Regions from separate parts of the Mus musculus genome. Here region 1 is linked to region 2. A link is a contact called in public promoter capture Hi-C data. All regions are on one chromosome and are shown on one strand. The core of a region is the stretch at or near the end of the contact, and the rest is flanking DNA. Distances in the headings are between cores, read along the strand shown.

Evidence for each region. Promoter capture Hi-C pulls out the DNA fragments that hold promoters and counts their contacts.
Region 1: a contact with region 2 is called in a promoter capture Hi-C map of liver, with 2.6 times the contacts expected there. The contact joins the enhancer-like site here to the promoter of Bdh2 in region 2. A contact is called at or near these places in 6 of 39 promoter capture datasets (the HPC-7 cell line, HPC-7-derived erythroid cells, cranial neural crest and 3 more), 7 of 484 Hi-C or Micro-C datasets (CD4 T cells, CD8 T cells, the G1E-ER4 cell line and 2 more) and 2 of 9 other capture datasets (adipose tissue and liver).

What each region holds. Positions count from the first base shown.
Region 1 is chr3:135,927,193-135,932,272 of GRCm38.p6, forward strand. Gm31243 (a long non-coding RNA gene) reads left to right here. Exons shown (of 3, transcript XR_867649.1): 2 at 1,035-1,141; 3 at 1,546-2,725. Among named protein-coding and RNA genes, the nearest start is that of Gm31243, 28 kb to the left of the region's middle. Within about 2 kb of position 3,524, at least 2 of the 459 cell types and tissues checked have an H3K27ac peak or open chromatin away from gene starts, as enhancers often do. A contact at or near this core is called in liver, where this site is marked.
Region 2 is chr3:135,279,666-135,285,054 of GRCm38.p6, forward strand. It overlaps Bdh2 (3-hydroxybutyrate dehydrogenase, type 2), which reads left to right and starts at 1,556. Exons shown (of 10, transcript NM_001172055.1): 1 at 1,556-1,703. Gm46826 (a long non-coding RNA gene) reads right to left here. Exons shown (of 3, transcript XR_001783991.2): 2 at 3,500-3,677; 3 at 2,767-3,108.

The sequences.
Region 1 (5,080 bases), core at 2,274-4,773, 650 kb after region 2:
TAAATTTTAATCCTTACAAATGTAATCATTATGTCAGGTTATTTTTCCTTGGGCTTTATTGTGCCTTAAAATCACTTCATTTGGTCTTAACTATTACTAGAAATTATAAAGTAGGAAGTCTGACTGTTTGATCCCAGTGACATCACCATGTGAGTTCTTGAGTGACTGACTTCTTATCTGAACATTGAATGAGAATTTCGGGGTTGGGGTTGGGAAAGTAAAACCTGTTTGTTCCTGGCAGCGTATCCACAGACATCATCGTGCCTTAGTGTATCTGACAGCTCTGGGTGCTGCCTGGACCTTCCCTGGAAGACCAAGCTTAAGCTCTGCCCCATTCTAAGAATCTCTTCTACATCTCAAAAGGAACTTTCTCTCCTGCCCTTATTCAGTGTATTAACATTTTGTGTACATAATCACATGGAAAAAAAAACCCACCTACACATACAGGAAACAGAATACTTCACTGGGTTTGGAATCATTCGACAAAGAAATGATATCCCAGCTCCATTTTATAGACCTTGAAAAAGTTGAAGATAATGATTTTCCTGGTGCTCATGTTATATGTATAAAAACTTCCCTTCCCATACTAATTGGAATCCATGTTTATGTTCCCTCATTAAAATTTTTCTTTATGCATGATCTACTTTTATTTTTCTAAAGAAAATTTAAATTTTCCACGGTAGCTGCTCTTCGGAGTTGGCCAGACTCAGTCTGATATACTGCCAAGCAACCGATTCCTCTTACTCAGTTCTTTTAGTGGATGGATTCCCTAAAGTTGCTTTTCTGAAAGGAGAACTGAGTGTCCTCTCTTTTTAAGCCAATCATGCTCACAGCTCTGATTCATGAGAACAGTTCATGCTACCTGCAGAACTACAATTAAGTGGCCATCTCCAGTTATGCCGTGTTGTAAGGAGAATGGCTATAAAGTTTTAAAATGATGTTAATTTGTACTGTCTTATGGTTAAAATGGACAGCAATGTACTGGCGATCAGCTTATAGAACCTCTGTATCCCTTTGGATTTCTATTTTTCTAGGTGTCTTAAATTCCAAATGCAAGACCGCAGGCACGCTGACAGAATCATGGGAGTGAACTATGATTACCTGGCGTGCTGTGCACTGCATGCTGACAAGCATCGGAAAGGTAGGAGAAACAAACTAGACCAAAACAACTTTGACAGAAGCCCCCTGCAGGGCAAATGAGGATGGTGCAGTCTATCAATTTTCTGAGTAAGTGTGTACAGCTTCAAGTGATTTATTGAAAATTACATACCCTACATCTGAGGGTGCAAACAGGTCCTTTTTTTTTTAACACTTTAATGGTGGAAAAAGGGATTTTGTAGGTGCTGGGTAAGTGGAAATAAATACTAAATAATTTAATTAGAATTCAATCTAAATTCATACTGAAACTTGAAAACAGGAGTCTACCCAACAATAACACAAGAGGTCTTGTTTGAATAGGCAACGACTCTCCAGTTTTGGAGGATGTATTTATTGATTCATTGTTCATTTTCCTTCCTTCTTCGCTGTATGCTCTTCACCCCTTAGGTTCTCCGTTCTTCTGGGTGATAACGATGCCGGGAAGAGGAAGCCAGGGATCTGTCAGCGAGCTTCCTGATTGGGGTCCCTGCTCAAAGCAGGAATGGAGTTAGCACCCCATCCCTAGTCCCCTAGGCTGGGTTGGTTAGTGCTGATTACCAGCTTGTGCTCTCGGTCCTCTCCAGAGCAACCCGTGCCCATCTGAGCACTCTCGGCCCTCCTCACTAAGAGTGAAAAAAGGCACGGTTAAAAATTGAAAAAAAAAAAAAAAAACTACTAGAAACCATCATAACATTAAAAACTATTCCAGTTACATTAGCTACTTATCTGGTTTCTGCTACAAGTATCTGACTCCTGTAATTTAGGAAGGCAGGCAGGCTTTATTTTGGTTTGCGGTCCGAGAGTGCAATCTTTCTGTAACCGTGGGGATTAGAGGGAGTGGGTCACACAGCAGCCTCCGTGAGGAAGGCGGCATCTACTGTGCTCAACTCCGCTTCTGCTTTTACTTGGTCGAGGATCTAAGGGATGGAAAGGCACTGTCCCCGTAGGTGGATCTTCCCACCCCACGTGGCCTAATATAGACAATCTCTTGAAGGCTTCCTCAGACGTCTGTCTCCTACAGCATTCTAGATCTCATAAAGTAGACAGTCAAGATTAAGCAGTGCTGCTCCAGTCTACTGTGTGGGTTGGGGGGTTGAGCTCAGGAGAACAGGTGTGGTGGCAAGCCCTGGACCCACTCATCCATCTTGCTAGCCCTCTGCCTGCCTAAATACTATAGAGAGTTTTTTCTTCTTTAAATTAAAGTAATATTTAAACTTTAGCAATAATATGATCTGGCGCGCGCGCACACACACACACACACACACACACATTTTTATTTTTTTGGAGGAAAATAACCAAGCAGTAAATATTTTGGGTTGTGGGCTACATAGAGTCTTATTGCAACTATTCATCTTTGGTGGTACAGTATAAACGCAGCCATAATCAATATGTAAACACACAGATACTGAAATTTTACTTCATATAAATTTTAAAGCACAAAATAATACTTTCAATGGTATTTTTGAGCCAGATTTGACTTATGGGCTAATCCCAAATTTAGTAAGTACAAAATAATGTCTCTCTCTTTTTTTTTCTCCCTTTCACTCTTTTAATGGCACCTACCGCTCGTGTCTCTAGCTGCATATGTATCAGAAGATGGCTTAGTTGGCCATCAGTGGAAAGAGAGGCCCATTGGTCTTGCAAACTTTATATGCCTCAGTACAGGGGAACACCAGGGCCAAAAAGTGGGTGTGGGTGGGTAGGGGAGTTGCAGGGGGGTATGGAGGACTTTTGGGATAGCATTGGAAATGTAAATGAAGAAAATACCTAATAAAAAATAATACAAAATATGGATTTTAGCTGTTGCCTTTGTTTCTTCTTTTCATATGTTTGTTTGTTTTGTTTTGTTTTTAGTTTTCTGGAACAGGGTTTCTCTGTGTAGCCCTGGTTCTCCTGGAACTTGTTCTGTAAACCAGGCTGGCCTGGAACTTTTAAAGAGATCTGCCTGCCTCTGCCTCCCAAGTGCTGGGAATAAAGTTGTGTGCCATGTCTGCCTGACTTCTTTTCTCTTTTACAACATATTAAAGACAGATTAATTATCACATCAGGTGAACAGATTCATGGACCAAAGAGAGGATTTTAAATAAGAAAAAAAAAAAAACCACCAAAAACCAAAAACCCCAAACCAACCAAACAAAAAAACCTCCAGATGAGAGAGACTATGGTTGGCTCGCTCAGTACTGTCTCTAACCACTCTTTGCATTACCTTCATCTGCCAAGATAAGAAAACCAAACACTGGCCTGCAGGAGAGTTGTGGAGCCTGACTAAGTGACTCAATCATAACTAATGAGACTGGGAAAGCCGTCCTCCTGAGGACTTCTGAGAAGACTCTGCCTGTCCAGCAGAGGAAGGTCCTCTGCCTTACTCCCTTCTCTCTGTGCTTCCACGGGATGGGGGGAGGAGTCACTACCTTCCTACCACTGGGGAGAAATAGGTAGTTGGGAAAAGAGGCCTTTGACCCTCATTTGCACTCTCTTGTCTTCCATTTTATTTTTATTTTATGTATAAGGGTCTTCTGTTTGCATATATGTCTGCACCATATTTTTGAAGTGGCCAAGGAGGCCAGAAGAAGTTGTTGGATCTCCTGGGACTAGAGTTACAGGTTGTTGGGGCTGCCAGGAACCAGGTAGGTGCTCAGAATCAACCCTGGACCCTCTGCAAAAGCAACCAGAGTTCTTTACTGCTGAGCCATCCCTCTGGCTCTACTTTGAACTTTTGAGTTGATTCTGTAATTCCCGTCAATCTTTTACTATAAAATAAACAGGCTAACTTGTGTAAGCCACATGTAACGAGTTTTTCTGTAACAGGAGAATTCCTAACTGACTCAGCTAGGGAATCGGGCTTTTGCAGCAGAAAATACATTTGCATAAGTTCTACTAGAAAAAGCACAAAAAGTATGATGTCTTCAATAAAGAATGCAGTAGGGGGGTTAAGTAGCCAGGTGACAACAATGTAAATAAACTACCAGGTTAGATAATCAAGCCTTTCTGAGAGACATCAGGAAGGGGATAAATATACTGACATAACACAAAACTAAGAGCTCTGGGAAATATGGGCAGAAGCACTAATATCTAAGTGAGAATTATTTCTAACGGAAAAGCTATCCTAGTGAGAAAACAAAACAAAGATACTCATACAATTAAAGAGAAGGCTTTATGCAGTGTAAAACAGAATAGCTTTAAAAAAAAAGATTTAGATATGTATAGGATCCAAGCCTAAGAAAATTTCAAACAGCTTCAAAAACTAAACATATATTTCCCAATTCTTCTTGGTAGTGATGATTGAGTCCAGGGCCTCACATACTCTAAACACATATTATGTGCCACTGATATATATAAGCACATATTATATATCACTGTCATATATAAGGATATATTATATACCACTGTTATATATAAGCACATATTATATACCGCTGTCATATATAAGTATATATTATGTGCCACTGTCAAATATAAGCACATATTATGTACCATTGTCATATATAAGCACATATTATATATCACTATTATAAACACATATTCTACTCTTCCATATAAGCACATATTATATACCACTGTAATATATAAACACATATGATATGCCATTGTCATACATAAGCACATATATACCACTGTTGTGTATAAACACATATTATATGCCACTGTCATATATAAGCTTGTATCACATGTCACTGAGTTGCACCTGAGTCCCAAGAATACTGTTTCAGGGTGTGGAGTAGAAAATATTTAGGTCTAGACTTTTCCTCCAGTAGATTATCATTTTGATGCATTAAGTAAGTGCTTTATAAAGTTTATAATGAAATGATTCTTTAAAAACACAATCTAGGGTAAATATTGGAAAAAAGGAACAATGAGGCAAAGTTTGCCTACATATATTTTTATAAAATTTCATTGTGACCCATTTCTGCTCATTTATTTATGTATCATCTATGGCTTTGTT
Region 2 (5,389 bases), core at 306-2,805:
CTGAAAGTGAATCTTCTTCCTTTGAGATTAGGTCTTACTATGAAACCTACTTTGTCCTCGTTAATCTCCTACCTCAGCCTCCCAAGTACAGGGACTACAGATAGGTCCCTTATTTGGGGGAGAGAGGCAGAGACAGAGACAGAAGTTAATCCTGGAGCACTCTCATAGTCATTAAAAGCAAACGCCTTTCAAAGCCCTGGCAAGTTGAGGGAAAGACAAGTCTATTAGAGCAAGGAGCACACACAGAAGTGTCTGCTGTAATAAGCTGCCGTTTATCCTGCAGGTGTGTGGCAGACGCTGGGCTTCACCTGCACACCATGTCCCCTCCTCACCACCCTGGCAGAGCCGCTGTTTCCTTCTCCTCCATATAAGAACGCAGAGCCGCTGTTTCCTTCTCCTCCATATAAGAACGCTGTAGGTTGGCCAGTTTACAGGTCCTGCTTACTCAGCTATTTCAGGGAGACATAGGATTTATGTCTTTTTATTTTTAAACTGGGCTCTTTTTTCCCCTTTGAGGGGGTCAGCTGTTCTGAATAAGGGTCTTCTGTAGTCCAGGCTGGCTGTGAAGTTCTAAGCAAACTTTGTGATGCTCTTACATCTATTTGTGCTCGGTGCTAGCACTCTGGGCTTTATACCGTGCTAGAGACTGAAGCCAGGGCCTGAGGCAGGAGCTTGAGGGAGGAACAGAAAGCACCCACACACTGAGCAGCACAGGAAGCCACCCTGTGCCTGCCTTAAAGGACCAGCTCTCTGTCTTGCTCTGCTCCGTCCAACCCACGTGCATCCAACTGACTGACTGTGAAACCCACACTTTAGGAGCCACTCAGAAAGAGGAGCAGAACCCAGAACCTTCTGGGAGGCATCACTTTTCTCTTCAAGAAGGAAGCCCTCAGAAAGTACAGCCTGCGTCCCCAGCAGACCTGCATGGCTGGCCAGCCCAGGTGACAAAGGAGGCTCGCAATCTGATAGCTTTGTTTTGTAGCCTTTGCAGTGCCAGAGCCCATGGCAAAGTGTGCCAAATGTGTCGAGCCCCTGGATTTATGCAGGACATTCACACATGACCTCCATGATCACTGTGACACTAGCCAGGTTAACTCACAAGTCTCCGACCCAGCCAAGACCTAGCCCTTTCCTCGTGGCTCCTGTAGTCTTCAACCAACTTGATTGCATGATATTTTGCTCTGTTCATTTCAAGATTCCCATCCTAGCTGGGTGTGCTCCTCGGCTCAGGCCCAGTGCACTCAGGATGCCAGCATTCTGCAGCTGAGGGATTAACGTCAGAAACAAGACTTTAGCCCCAAGGAAGTTTTCTTTTCCCCGCTCAAAGCAATCTGGGTTAAGAGCTAGGAAGACCAGAGTATTTAGTGCCTCGGGTCCCTTGTGTGTTTTCCAGCAGCCTTCCACCTTCCTGGCCATTGGATCTGGCCTGCTAAGTAACTTGCACAAACAAAAGACAGGCCTTTGTTTGGCGTTCACAGTTCCACGTTCTGATCACTAGATGGCAGCATGGACACATCTAAAGTGCACGGCTGTGGCAAACACTTCTTAAAAGCTTACTTAACAGGCATTAGCAAAAGGACTCGGAGGGGACCTGAACTCCACCTCCCAGCGTGCATTAATCAGCATGTGACTTCTCCTGCGCAGAGATCTGAAGTTTGTCTCCTGAAGGAATCTGGAGGACTGTGTGGACTCACTCTTCTAAAGTAAGATATTTTTTTCTAATCACTTTCGACAAAACTTTTGGGGACTGAGAGTTGTAGCTTGTGTTGCCATCTTCTCCATATCGCCGAGTTGAAGATGCATCTTCAGTTAGTGTGGGAGTTGGGAATCCTCTTGTATTTATTAGAGTTTGAAAATAGCCAAAGAAAGACAACTGTTCCAGTATCTGTCCTAAGTAAACTGGCTCGTGAAAATATTTGGAATTCCAGAAAATACTCTGAGCCTTTTTCTAGTAAAAAGAAATTTAGGGTTTTAGTACAATCTTTAGAAGTAGGAAAGTCATTATGTTAAGAGTGGGTTAAGTTTACAATTTCTGGACGTATTCCCACTCTAAACCCCACCCTGTTACCCCCCCTCCCCAAAAAAAAAACAAAAACAAAAAAACAAAAAAACCCATGTTGCCTTGAGACTGCTTGGAGGTCAGCTGGAGAAAGGTTTAGAAGTAAACAGAAACTAAATTTTGTGCCTGGTTGCTTCTGGGTGGTCTCGGGGGTCATGGAGGTGCTTAAGAGAGCACTGAGCAGGTGCCTTCACTGATTCTCAACCTGTGGGTCGCGACCCCCACGCCTAGGTTCTATCTAATTAGATATTCTGAATGTCAGGTGTTTACATTATGGTTCATAACAGCACCAAAATTACAGTTGTGAAGTAGCAACAAAAATATGGGTCACCACAACATGAAGAACTGCGTTAAAGTGTCGCTGCATTAGGACGGTTGAGAACCAGGGCTTTGGTGGGCGAATACCCAGGGTCCCTTAGTGAAGGCCCTGGACTGTGAGTTTCTTATGCTGTACTCAGGGTCGGGGGAGGCAGGGACGGCTCATCCCTTCCTAAAAGCACAAGTTAGCTTTCTCTCAACTCCTACCACACTCTAAGTGAAATTTCTCTCTGCGTGCTACTGGTAAAAAGCAAAGCAAAGCGTACTGCATCAGAATTGGGGAGACGCCATGAAGCCAGATCCTGTTACCCAGCATGTGCGCATGATTGGATCACAGAGTGGGGGTCATCAGTTGGCTTCAGAAGCCCCTCTTACCGTGTGACTGTGTCGGGCTGGATCTCAGAGGAAGGCTCTAATAGGAACCTAACAGGATGGCTTTTATTAGGGGAGATACTGTTGTGGGAGAAAATGACAAGGAACCAGGTGACGATGGGAGAGACTTCAGATGGATCGAGGCAGGGAGAAGGCAGAAGTGGATTTGGGGGTGGGGGCACCCTGAATGCTTCCTTCAGTAGGGTGGGGCTGGGGACCCTAAGGAGGCTAGGGAGAAAGAGTTCTGTACGTCATCCATCACGGTCTGCTCCAGGGTGGGAACAAAGAACAAAGGTGTCCTCCGGGTCAATGGAACCTCAGTCCTGCTGGAGGTGGGAGACTGCAGCATTCTCTTGAACCTGTGATTGGAAGGCATTGTATTGATATGATGATAGCTGACTTAGCCTCACCCTCACAGGAGACCAGGCTCTGTCTGTCATCTGTGAAGCACTGCCCACCCCCACCCCCTCCCCATCCCTGCTTCCTTGCCAGCTACTTCTAGACAACTGCACCCATTTCCTGATCCCAATCCCTAATGGCCACTGCCAGCTCCGTTCTGGCAAATCTGAAAATCTCCCATGCTTTCCCCAACTCTTTCAGTGCCAGCTGCGGACATGAAGACCTAGCACTACAACCCCTGGAGTTAGGACCAAGTATGGAGGACTGGAAAGTCGAAAGGGTACAGTGGGGATGCGGGGGCAGGGAGCACAGCTATGGGAGGAACAAAAGCAAAAACACCTAACAGCTTACCTAGAGAACAGGTCAAGTCAAAGGAGAGGACAAAGGGGGTGCTGGAGAGAAGGTCCATCAGTTAAGATCTCTAACTGCTCTGCCAAAGGACCTGGGTTCAATTCCCATCATCCATGTGCCGCTCACAACTGTCAGTAATTCCAGGGGCAGGAGATCTGACACCCTCACACAGACACACCTGCAGGCAGAACACAAAGGACTTGCTAGCTGTCGACCCCAGGCACCCCATCCAGCCAAGATGGCGTCCCGGGTGCTTTATTGAGGGTGGATGGGCAGAAGGAATGTCAGGACTCCACACTCACAGACATATTTCCCTCCTGCCCCTCCCTGTATGGAGGCTGCAGCAAACCAACTGTCACAGGTCCCTGAGAAGGACAGAACAGCCGTCCTGTGACACCGTTTCTTGTTACCTATTCCTCTGTCCCTAAGGTGTGCATCCAAGCCTCTGCTAAGCGGCTCTTACAGAATGTGGTGTTTGGGGTTCTCCGCCCTCTCTTTCAGAATGTATCCATCACATGTCCCGATTAGTTTTATGTCAACTTGACATGAGCCAGTTGTCTGAAACGAGGATACTACAATCGAGAAAATGCCTTCTTCATAAGATCTGGCTGTAAGGCATTTTCTTAATTGGTGATCAACAAGGGAGGGCCCTGCCCAGTGTGACTGGTGGCCCTGGGCTCTGTAAGAAAGCAGACTGAACAAGCTACGGGGGAGCAAGCCAGTAAGCAGCACCCCTCTGCATCAGCTCCCACCTCCAAGTTTCTGACCGGACTTCCTTCAATGATTAAGAGCACTATGAAAAAAAAAATGTAAGCTAAATAAATCCTTTCCTCCCCAACTTGCTGTTGGGTCATGGTGTTTTATCACAGCAATGGAAATCCTAAGACACAAGTATTCAAATGTTTCTAAGGCATGCTGAAATGTTAGAAAATGACCAGCACTTTGGTGGGGATGGAGCATCCTCAGAGCTCAAGAGTCAGGAAGCCTGACCTAATGGCTTCTGCCGCTGACTGTGATGGCAGACAGGTCCCGTGTGCTTGTCAATCCCATCAGGTGTGAATAAGACCACTGCCATAATTGTGAACCAAATTTGAAGCCAGCTTGATTGTTAGTTATTGGGGTGCACCCGAAAGCTGGCCAGCACTGGGTTAAAGAAAACAGTCCTGAGTCTGTTTCTTAGGACCCTTTTAAAGAGTAAAATCATTGTAGTTGCAAAGCAGGTTAACAGAAGACAATGGAGCAGTAAAGAAGTACAAAAAAACAACAACAAAAAAGCTCAAAAACACAGCAGGCATCACCCAGTGGTCACCATGCGATTAAGGAGGGTTAGTTGGGGAGGGAGTAAGGAGGGTCTGTATTCCCCAAAACAAGTCAAAGCATGGGATGGAGTAGGTCAATTTCCAAGAAACAAGGACAGAAAAGTATTTTTAACAGCTCAGTATAATGGCTCCTGCCTTCACAATGGAGCCGGTCTGGTTCCTCATCCTCTTCAAAAACAAGGCATGGAGCCGGGCGTGGTGGCACACTCCTTTCATCCGAGTACTTGGGAAGCAGGGGCAGGTGGATTTCTGAGTTCAAGGCCAGCCTGGTCTACAGAGTGAGTTCCAGGACAGCCAAGGCTACACAGAGAAACCCTGTCTCGGAAAACCAACAAACAAAAACAAACAAACAAACAAACAAAGGTATGGGCTATGGTTTGATTTTTCAACCCTTCTGGTCAATGAATCTTAAGTCCCACTATGAAATCTTTTCAAGGGAGAAGGAAAACCCGAGAGACACTGCTATTGTAACTCAGCAGCAGTTTACAGACAAGGGAACAGGTGACTTAAGACAGTGGAGGCTTCTGTTTTCAGGGCCCACCCTCCCTCCGTGAGGTAGAGGTAGGAGTGT